Linked DNA regions of Zea mays: region 2 is linked to region 1. The links are chromatin contacts, called in public Hi-C maps. All regions are on one chromosome and are shown on one strand. The core of a region is the stretch at or near the end of the contact, and the rest is flanking DNA. Distances in the headings are between cores, read along the strand shown. Region 1 holds the start of LOC103648246 (L-type lectin-domain containing receptor kinase SIT2). Region 2 overlaps LOC100282664.

Evidence for each region. A called contact is a pair of places that touch in the nucleus more often than the background predicts.
Region 2: a Hi-C map of leaf shows a contact between it and region 1, with 3 times the contacts expected there. The contact joins the enhancer-like site here to the promoter of LOC103648246 in region 1. A contact is called at or near these places in 2 of 25 Hi-C or Micro-C datasets (ear and leaf).

Annotation. Positions count from the first base shown.
Region 1 is chr2:239,238,104-239,242,479 of Zm-B73-REFERENCE-NAM-5.0, forward strand. LOC103648246 (L-type lectin-domain containing receptor kinase SIT2) reads left to right here and starts at 1,832. Exons shown (of 1, transcript XM_008672733.2): 1 at 1,832-4,376. The coding sequence starts at 1,885. The coding sequence ends at 3,936.
Region 2 is chr2:239,323,752-239,328,645 of Zm-B73-REFERENCE-NAM-5.0, forward strand. It overlaps LOC100282664, which reads right to left. Exons shown (of 10, transcript NR_178051.1): 9 at 3,444-3,515; 10 at 2,873-3,366. Among protein-coding and RNA genes, the nearest start is that of LOC100282664, 12 kb to the right of the region's middle. Within about 2 kb of position 2,675, at least 10 of the 20 cell types and tissues checked have an H3K27ac peak or open chromatin away from gene starts, as enhancers often do. A contact at or near this core is called in ear and leaf, where this site is marked.

The sequences.
Region 1 (4,376 bases), core at 582-3,081:
GCATTTAAGTTTCAATCTTATTGTCATACTTATTTAGTGTAGATTGAAACTTAGCCTTTGCGGTAGAGATAGCAACACTGAGACAAAATCGAGTTTGCACATTCTAGTTTTGATTATTTGCATAGGTTTTGCTCTAGGGATTTATTTGTGGCCTAGTTTAGTAAAAGTTTTAGGAGTCCTAATTCACCCCCCCTCTTAGGCGTCACCCGTTTCCTACAGATGTACCCAAGCCAGTCTGCCACAGTCACAGTTAGGCACGAGGAGTTCAGGAGGAACAGGAGCATCCTTACTAGATACGTCCGGATATAACTCCCGAGGACGACCTCTCTTCTGCCACAACGCCTCTCGGTACATGTCTTTTATCTAATAAACGATTATAATTATCACTTGTACCTATTATGCTTTATAATAAGTTTACACAAACTAATAATCAAAATGATAATATAATAGGTGTATACAAATTATTAAACTAACAACCCAATATACAAAACGAATCAGTTGGACATCATACCTTGGTCTACGAAGTGAACCAACTCAAATCTTTGAATCCAGCAAATTTTGACGAAGTTTGGAAATGGGATGAAATGAGCTGCTCTCGGCCAGCCGCGCGGGCGTTTTTATAGGAATTCGTAGCTCGGCGCCAAGATCTGTGGCGCCGAGCTACGAGGCCGCGCCGCCACCACGTCGGAGCCAGGTAAGCCCTAGGCGCAAGTAGCCGTTGCTGCCACGTCATAGCTCGGCGCCATAGGCTGTGGCGCCGAGCTGTGTTAGCTCGGCGCCACAGGCTATGGCGCCGAGCTAAGGGTCCAAAATTGAGTTTAAAATTTTTTTAGGTCTAAACGTGATTTTAAATCTGATAAAGGGCTAAAATACAAAAAATAACATTGCTGCTAGTCGGATAACATTTTTCTAAAAAGAACTAGGTGCTAAGAAAACTGTGGTGATCCGTCGTCATCTGGCTACGAGTAAGAGGCTAAGAGCCGTACTACATTGCTGATGAAACCGTTTCATGTCTCATACATGATAGAACTTTTGGATTTCCCCAAGAACCCTAACCTCTAGATCAATTAATCAAAAACATAGATCGGACCTCTATTTATATTTGACACTGTCACGTTTGTCGGTTCAGATCTGCGCTAGGGCAGCAATGGTTAAAGAAGCGAGCTCGATGTCAGTGGTGAGCTTCTCGTTGCTATCAGCCTCCCTATAGATTGGTCTAGGGTTGAGATGGGGAATTGAGACGTAACCTCGTGTCGAGCCATCAACCCTCACCACTCTATTTATAGACTACGTAACAGGAACCCACTAACCTCGTCTTGGACTGGACACCCCCGATTAGGATGCGAGGTCATAGTTAGCCGTTGGGCCAACTGACGGAATCAATTCTAACACTACAGAGTGTACATATATGAATATATGGTGAACCCATGAACCTTGCAGTAGAGAAACTGTAAGGTAATTTGTGTGGACTTAAAACAATAATCATTACACTAATTTGTGCTGTGATGCCTTAATTGTCTGGTGCCTGGTGGGCTAGGCTGGAATTCCTAACCTTCACTGCCCCGCCTACACGTTGTGCACTTTGACTACACTTGGAAAACACCAGTCTGCTGGTCCTAGCTGCGATAGCAAAGCTTGACCTGATGCCGGTCCGTTCCAACCATCGACTGTTAAAAGATCCTGATGGCGATACAGCAAACTTGCTTGACCTGGTGCAAGTCTTCGGGCCCTACACTCGGTTGAGCAGAGAACGACACAATCCTATGAATTAAAATTCACCACCAGAGAGTACTCTTTATTAATTTAGCTGAATAGCTTCCTGTGACTCGACTCGATCCATCGATATTGCAGAGAAGACCAGGCCTCGTCTGTCTAGCTGATGTGATGAACATGCATCAACCTTGCTTTTTACAGTATCTCCTCCTCATCCTCGTGCCTCTGCTGCTGTCTGCCTCTGCTTATGATAGATCAGGTGAGTTCATCTTCGATGGTTTCTCTGGCAACGATCTAATAACCATGGATGCTGCTTCTGTCACCAATGGCCTCTTGAGCCTCACTAGCGGGCAGAAGGAATTGAGAGGTCACGCTTTCTATGCTTTCCCTCTCGATTTCACAAGTGCCGCCGTCCCAAATAGCTCCGCCGTTCTGTCCTTCTCTACAACCTTTGTCTTTGCCATCATCGGCCCATATGATGATTTGAGTGGCCATGGTCTTGCCTTTGTGCTTTCTTCCACCAATGATTTGTTTACTGCCTTGCCTAGCCAGTACCTAGGCCTTCTCAATTCATGGAATGATGGTAACTCATCAAATCATCTTCTTGCAATCGAGCTTGATACCATACAGAGCACCCAGTTCAATGACATCAACGACAACCACATTGGGATCGACATCAATAGCCTGTCCTCCGTTGCCTCACACACTGCAGGCTACTACACCTCCAATGGAGAGTTTCATCCGCTGAAACTTATAAGTAGAAAACCGATGCAGGTGTGGGTGGACTATGACAGCAACCATATCATGTTGAATGTCACAATAGCACCTTACTTCATGTCGTCCACCAAACCCAGCAGGCCACTGCTCTCGACTATATTCAATCTTTCCTCTATTTTGCCAACCGCAACAGTATACGCTGGGTTTTCCTCCGCGACTGGCACACTTAACTGCAAGCATTACGTTCTTGGCTGGAGCTTCAAGCTCAACGGAGAAGCTGCATCACTCAACTACTCCGCCTTATCTGTCAAGACTATCCAAGAACTCGCACAACAAGTTCCAACTAGCGATCACCCAGGCAGCTACAAGGTTCTGATATGCAAAATTCTCTTACCGATCGTTGCAATTTTCGTACTTGTTTCTGCTGTTCTTGTTAAGGTCCACATGAAGAGGCGATCACAAGAAAGAGCTGAACTAGACTGGCAGAGGGAGTATGGGCCTCCATCTTTCACCTACAAAGAATTGTTGGCCGCCACTCATGGATTCAAGGACAAGATGCTTCTTGGTAGAGGAGGCTTTGGGAGTGTGTACAAAGGAGTGATGCCTATCTCTAAGCAGATAGCTGCTATTAAGCGAGTGTCGCCGGAGTCAAGGCAAGGGATGAGGGAATTCATGGCCGAGATCACCATCCTCGGTCATCTTCGCCACCGCAATCTGGTGCAGCTGATTGGGTATTGCAGCCATAAGCAACATCTTCTTTTGGTCTACGACTACATGCCAAATGGAAGCCTTGACTGCTATTTGCATACTCAAGATCATGGCAACACCAATCTATGCTGGGCTCAAAGATTCCACATCATCAAAGGTATAGGTATAGCATCTGGTCTCTTCTACCTCCACGAGGACTGGGAGCAGGTTGTCATCCACCGGGACATCAAGACCAGCAATGTCCTTCTCGATAGCGAGATGAATGCGAGGCTAGGTGATTTTGGCCTTGCAAGATCCCATGATCATGGTGCTGATGCTCACACCACGCATGTGGCAGGTACGTACGGTTACATTGCTCCCGAGTTGGCCAGGCTTGGCAAGGCAACCAAAGCAACTGACATCTTTGCCTTCGGCGTGTTGATGATGGAGGTCACCTGTGCAATACGGCCAATATGGGTGAACACCACCGATGGGGAGCCTCTGGCCCTAGCAGACTGGGTGCTTGCTGCATGGCAAGGTGGTTCCATCACCGATGCCGTCGACCCAAGACTGGATAGTTATGTGGATGAGGAGATAGAGTTAGTCCTGAAACTTGGCTTGCTTTGTTCACATCCCTCGCCAAACGCGAGGCCTTGCATGCGCCTCGTCATGCAGTACCTGCAAAGCGACACACCACTCCCATCAGACTTTCAACCGAATAGTTTACTGAGCATTGGTGTGATTCAAGATGAAATGCATGATCAGCGAGCCATGTCATGTCCATCAGCTGCTATAACCGATCTTTCCAAAGGGAGATAACATCGCTGTGTTACTTGGCAATAATCATCTGCAATGTGCTCTTGCTTAGGGCTAGTTTGGAAGCAAGGATAATGGAGGAGATTGAGAGACTACAATCCCATACTATTCAATTTTAAATAATGAGGGCTAGTTTAGGAACTACATTTTTCTAAGGGGTTTCTATTTTCCTCAGGGAAAATGAAAATCCCTTAAAAATGAGGTTTACAAACTAACCTTGAGGGATTCTAGTCTCCTTGATCCTCTCTATTCCAGCCATTAGAGCTAGTTTGAAAACTCAAATCTCCTTCGGGATTGAATGAGATTGGAGAGGAAATCAGTTCATTTCCACCTCAATCCTCTCCAATCCCAAAGGGGATATGAGGTTCCCAAAGTAGCCCTTAGTGTTGGTACTGCTACTGCTTATTTGATGTGCTATTCTATGGCAGAGTTTCGATTTACTT
Region 2 (4,894 bases), core at 1,425-3,924, 86 kb after region 1:
AGTGCTAGCTTGTCGGCTTGTCCAATTAATTAAATTGGTCTTACCTTGACTCATACAGGTGCTAGCTCAAGTTCTAATAAATCTGTGGAGTTTAAATAGACCATTGTTGCCAAAATACTATACAATATCATCATGTGTGCTATCATGTTGTGTTAAGGTAATAATTAAAACTTACTAACCCAAGTCGGGTGCATATCTAGTTAGCTCGTTGCCTGCCCAGGAGGGATGAACCTCCAGCTACTGGTACTTTTATTCTCTGAAACGAACAACTAAACCTTACTCTCCTTGACCATGCATCACATTACCACCATCGCATTAGAACTTTCCTTCTACATGCATACCTAATGCTCTACAGACGCCCAGTTTGCATTGCATGCAACTGTAGACCTGTAGGAAAGATACATGCATGCGCCAACCGCAATTGACATCGAGCAGCATTGACCTGTTTCTCCTTGCAATTCGCAAACAAAGAATGGCTTGGCCTCAATCCGTGCATGCAGACAACTTCTTCAGTTCTCCACATCACAATTGACTCGGTTTATGGCCTGGGTTATTTTGCACTTACATTATCCTGGACATCCAAAACCAAAGCCTAGCAAAGAGTAATGCATGTGACATATAGGAATATAGCTACCTCGTCCAGCCTATCTCCAAGATTTTAATTCACTGATCAGCGTAAGCGATCTGATTGAGGCGAGTTCACGTTGAATAGGAGGGGATGGTGGTTACCGAGATTGGGAGGCCACGCCTTGGTGATATGCACAGCGTGATGGAGTGACTCGCCTCGCCTCCATCTTCTCGGCCGTGCACAGCCCCAGCTCAGCGCCTCAGCCCCGACTTTGGCCATCGGCGAGCGCATCCCTCGCAGTCCCGCATGTCCTCCTCTTCAGTCGCCTCCTCCGTGCTGCCGGCCACCGAGAAGCCTACGGTGGCACCGTTCAGGCCCTGGAGGTTGCCCATCACTGCGGACGTTGTGTCCGGAGCGGATAGGCGCCTCAACGGTATCGCTCTCGCTGGAGATAGACGTTGTCTCTAGATCGAGGGCCACCCTGAGGAGAAAGGGTAAATGAAATCCACTTCCGAGTGCGACTTGCGGGAGCTGAAACGCCAGCCGATGGAGAAGCTCCTAGGGAACCCATTCACCACCTCGTGCAGATGTTGGTGGTCCTAGTCTATCTCCCCTCCATCATCTTTTAAGAACTCGCCTCCTCCTCCTCTAGTACCAACACCAGCCGAGCCTCCGCTTCTTCTGCACGCCGCAAGTCGCGCCCACCGCGGCTGCACCGACGAGCCCGAGGAGGAGACTAGTGGCAAGACGAAGCCCACCTAGGTGAGAGGACAACAGATCTGGAGAAGGTATGACTGGATCCACATTTGGAGGCCTCAGATCTAGACAACCACTGACTAGATGTTGTTAATGCAGGGGGGAGCAGCGCCGATGGGGCCATGGGGGAGGGTTGCCGAGGCGAGGGGAGCAGCGCTGAGGGGAGCGGTGCCGACGCATGGGCTGGGGTTGGGAACGCGTGCACGGGAACTGGGTTGAGGGTCTAAGCTGGAGGTCGAGAGACGTGCCCTAGGAGAGGGGGGCCTAGGGGCCTGTTTGTTTACCCCAATGGATTATATAATCTGGATTATTTTTGGAGGATTATATAATCTAGATTATATAATTTGGATTATATAATCTGAGTAGTCCTGTTTGTTTACCCAGTTTATCTGGCGTGTTTCTGTTGGGCGGCGGGCTTCTCCGATCCGATAGGCGCAAAAACGATTTGGTAGATTATAATGGCAATGGTGGGTAATTTCTAGGAAACTTGAAAGGGTAGTGGGGAAGTGGGAAAAAAATAATCTGAAATAAGCACCTCCTCACTTGCTTATGGATTATCATAATCCAAGGGGTTAGATTATATAATCTGGGCAAATAAGCTAGATTGTTTGTTTGCCTCTGAGGATTATTTAATCCAGATTATATAATCTGGGGGGTAAACAAACAGGCCCTAGGAGGCAGAGTTAGAGGGGAGATGCGCGTGGGAGTGCTGGTGGTGGGGCTATGGGCAGAACCGTGCACCATGGTCTACGTTAGGTTCTTATAGAGTAGTAGAGATGTGTTGGCTACGTCCACATATTGGTAATCGCAGTTTTGATCTGTGCTCACACATTAAAGTCCTATATTGATCTCTCATATATTCCATCCGTTTATAAATATATTAAATCGTTGACTTTTTCTAAAAAAATTGACCACTCGTTTTATTCAAAAAAGAGTTATAATTTATTTTTTGTGATTTTTTATCACTTAAGGCAGTTTGTGTTTGACTTAAAATTTTATATTTTTAAAAAAATATTTTGAATGAGACGAGTGGTTAAAGTTTTTTAAAAAAAAATCAACGGTATCATATATTTGTGAACGGGGTAGTAGTTATTAGTTAGTGCACGTGTTGTTTTTACCTATCATATAGGTCTCTTATATATTAGTTAGTGGTCTGATATGGTTTCTATATAGATAGACTTTATTTAAATATGATATTTATCTAAACACGATCTAAACCGGATGTGGTGAGATGAGATGAGGTTTTTTTATCATTTTTCTTCTATGCTCGTGAAATCAGAGATAGTGAGAAATAAGGCATTGTATTATATATGGCTAAATAAGTCATGTCTAACAGATTGATCCGAGACATGGCCCATTTAACAATACCATGGCCCGGCAAAATAACCATACCACCTTCACGGTCTATAGTGATTATATATATTTTTAAAAAAAATGATTGATATATATATAGCTATAATCTCTATCTTGTATGTAACCTAATATTTAAAATATCTATCCAGTATAAAACATAAACAATGCCATGGATTGGCAGCGGGAGGACCGTGGTTCGAGCGTAACTCAGCCGAAGCTTATAAAACAATACACCATCAAGCTTATAAAAAAATGAATGCGGCTGCTCGACATAACTCAGCCGATGCTGTACCGTGACCGTGAGTGGTCATGTGATTCAACCAAGCCTCAACTCCCTACTACATCATGTGATCCAAGAACAACACATTTATTAATGCCAAAAAAGATCAGACTCAGACATCTCATGGCAAAAACAAACTACTTGCACCAAGATGCAGGCAGCAGGCTCTCCGGTTGCAAAGGCGATGTGTCATGGAACTGATACGCCGAGAGATTTCAGGCTAGTAAATATGTAAAAGCAACGCGAATTTACATTAAAATTCAATGGCATGGATTTAACCGGTTCCGAGCCTTCGCTCCCAAAACTGAACGGAAGTAAGCTTCCCACAACAGAAGTCATTAGCCAAATGGAAAACAACAACATTTGCCAATTCCCTTCAGAAACGCGAGTCCCCCTCGTTCTTCAGGCTCTGCGAGGATGGTATGAATCAATGGTCGATAAGATAGTATATGAGAAAACGACAGCTATTTTGCAAGGAGTACAAACCAGTCTTTTGAAAGATCCACCGTGTACCAACTTCTTCAACTTCTCAGCATCAGACTTCGCCCGGTCCAACGCCTGCAATACAAGGCAGGTCAGGAAAACATTGCATGGTGCAGTAGCAATCATGATTTCAATTAGTTTCTCTCATTTAAGTTATTTCCTGGCCATTTTGTTTCAGATCATTGTATCCATGCATTAGAAGATACTGAATTTATGTTATCCTTTCCAATTCCTGCCCTATGAGTAGCTTCCATCAGACCACTGTCATATGCTTACGGTAAACTGGCACCTGTTGCTAAAAACAACTCATCCTGAAAGGATACTAAGAGTTACTATTTATGAATGAACTATGTAAGATTAGTGTAGATATTGAAGTACTAAATTCCTCCAATCACAAATATAAGTCTAAGTTTGTCCTAGGTCAATCTTTTTTAAAAAATTTCTCTAGAAATATTTATAAAATATATTCCTGTCTCTATCCTGAAATATAAGGCATCAAGCATTCATAATTTGTCCAAAATTATAAGAGATTATAGGTGAAATACCACCGCCTCCACCCACACATACAAAAACATTCTAGTTTAAAAAGGCAGCATTAATGCCTATAACCAACTCAAATATGGTAATCCCAATCTCTCTCTACAATTAAAAGAGGATTATATGCGTCATTTACTTTATCTCACAAACTGTCAATTCCTAGGATACCCTATTTTCTCAAGGGATCATCTTAAATGAAAAGAGCTATTATAATATGGGGGCACTAGGCCCGAATATATACAGCGATACAGGATAGAGACCCCCTATACAACAAGGATTCTATATATGAGGACGAACGCGATAAGGACACATGCATAGCCATCCAACACCTCCCCTCGAACTCAAGGTGGATCATCATCAAACACAGTTTGGAGAGATAAAACCTATGCTGAGATCTGGTCTACACCTTTGTGAAAAAATAAACCAACTAAAGCTCTGAAGTCACATAGCGAAGATCAATCATGTTGCATAATCCAGCTGGGTTTATTCGTTTCCTTCTTAGTTGATTGGTTGGTTTCATCTCTTAGCTATTTGATAGCTGATTGATTAGTTTTTTCTTAGCTGGTTGATCATTGATTAGTTCCCTTTCTTAGCTAATTGATAGCTGATGGATAGTTTCCTTTTGACCCTTTGTAATTGTGTGTATCATAGTGGTGTAGTTTGGCAACGCCAAAAAAACTCACTAAAGCGGTGGAGCCTTAGTTAGCCTAAACCTGACCAAGGCTGAGTTGATGGCACATGTTGTGTCGCGGCCCCAACTCTCTGGTAGTCGAAGCTCGAGCGACAATCGGGCAGAAATCGTGAGCATGATGTGGTGGCAGCATAACGGGTATTGGGCTCATGAATGTCGCAAGAAGATGGACGAACAGACCCAGACTGATCACACCAGGGAGGAGCCCACTGAAGGGACGTTGATT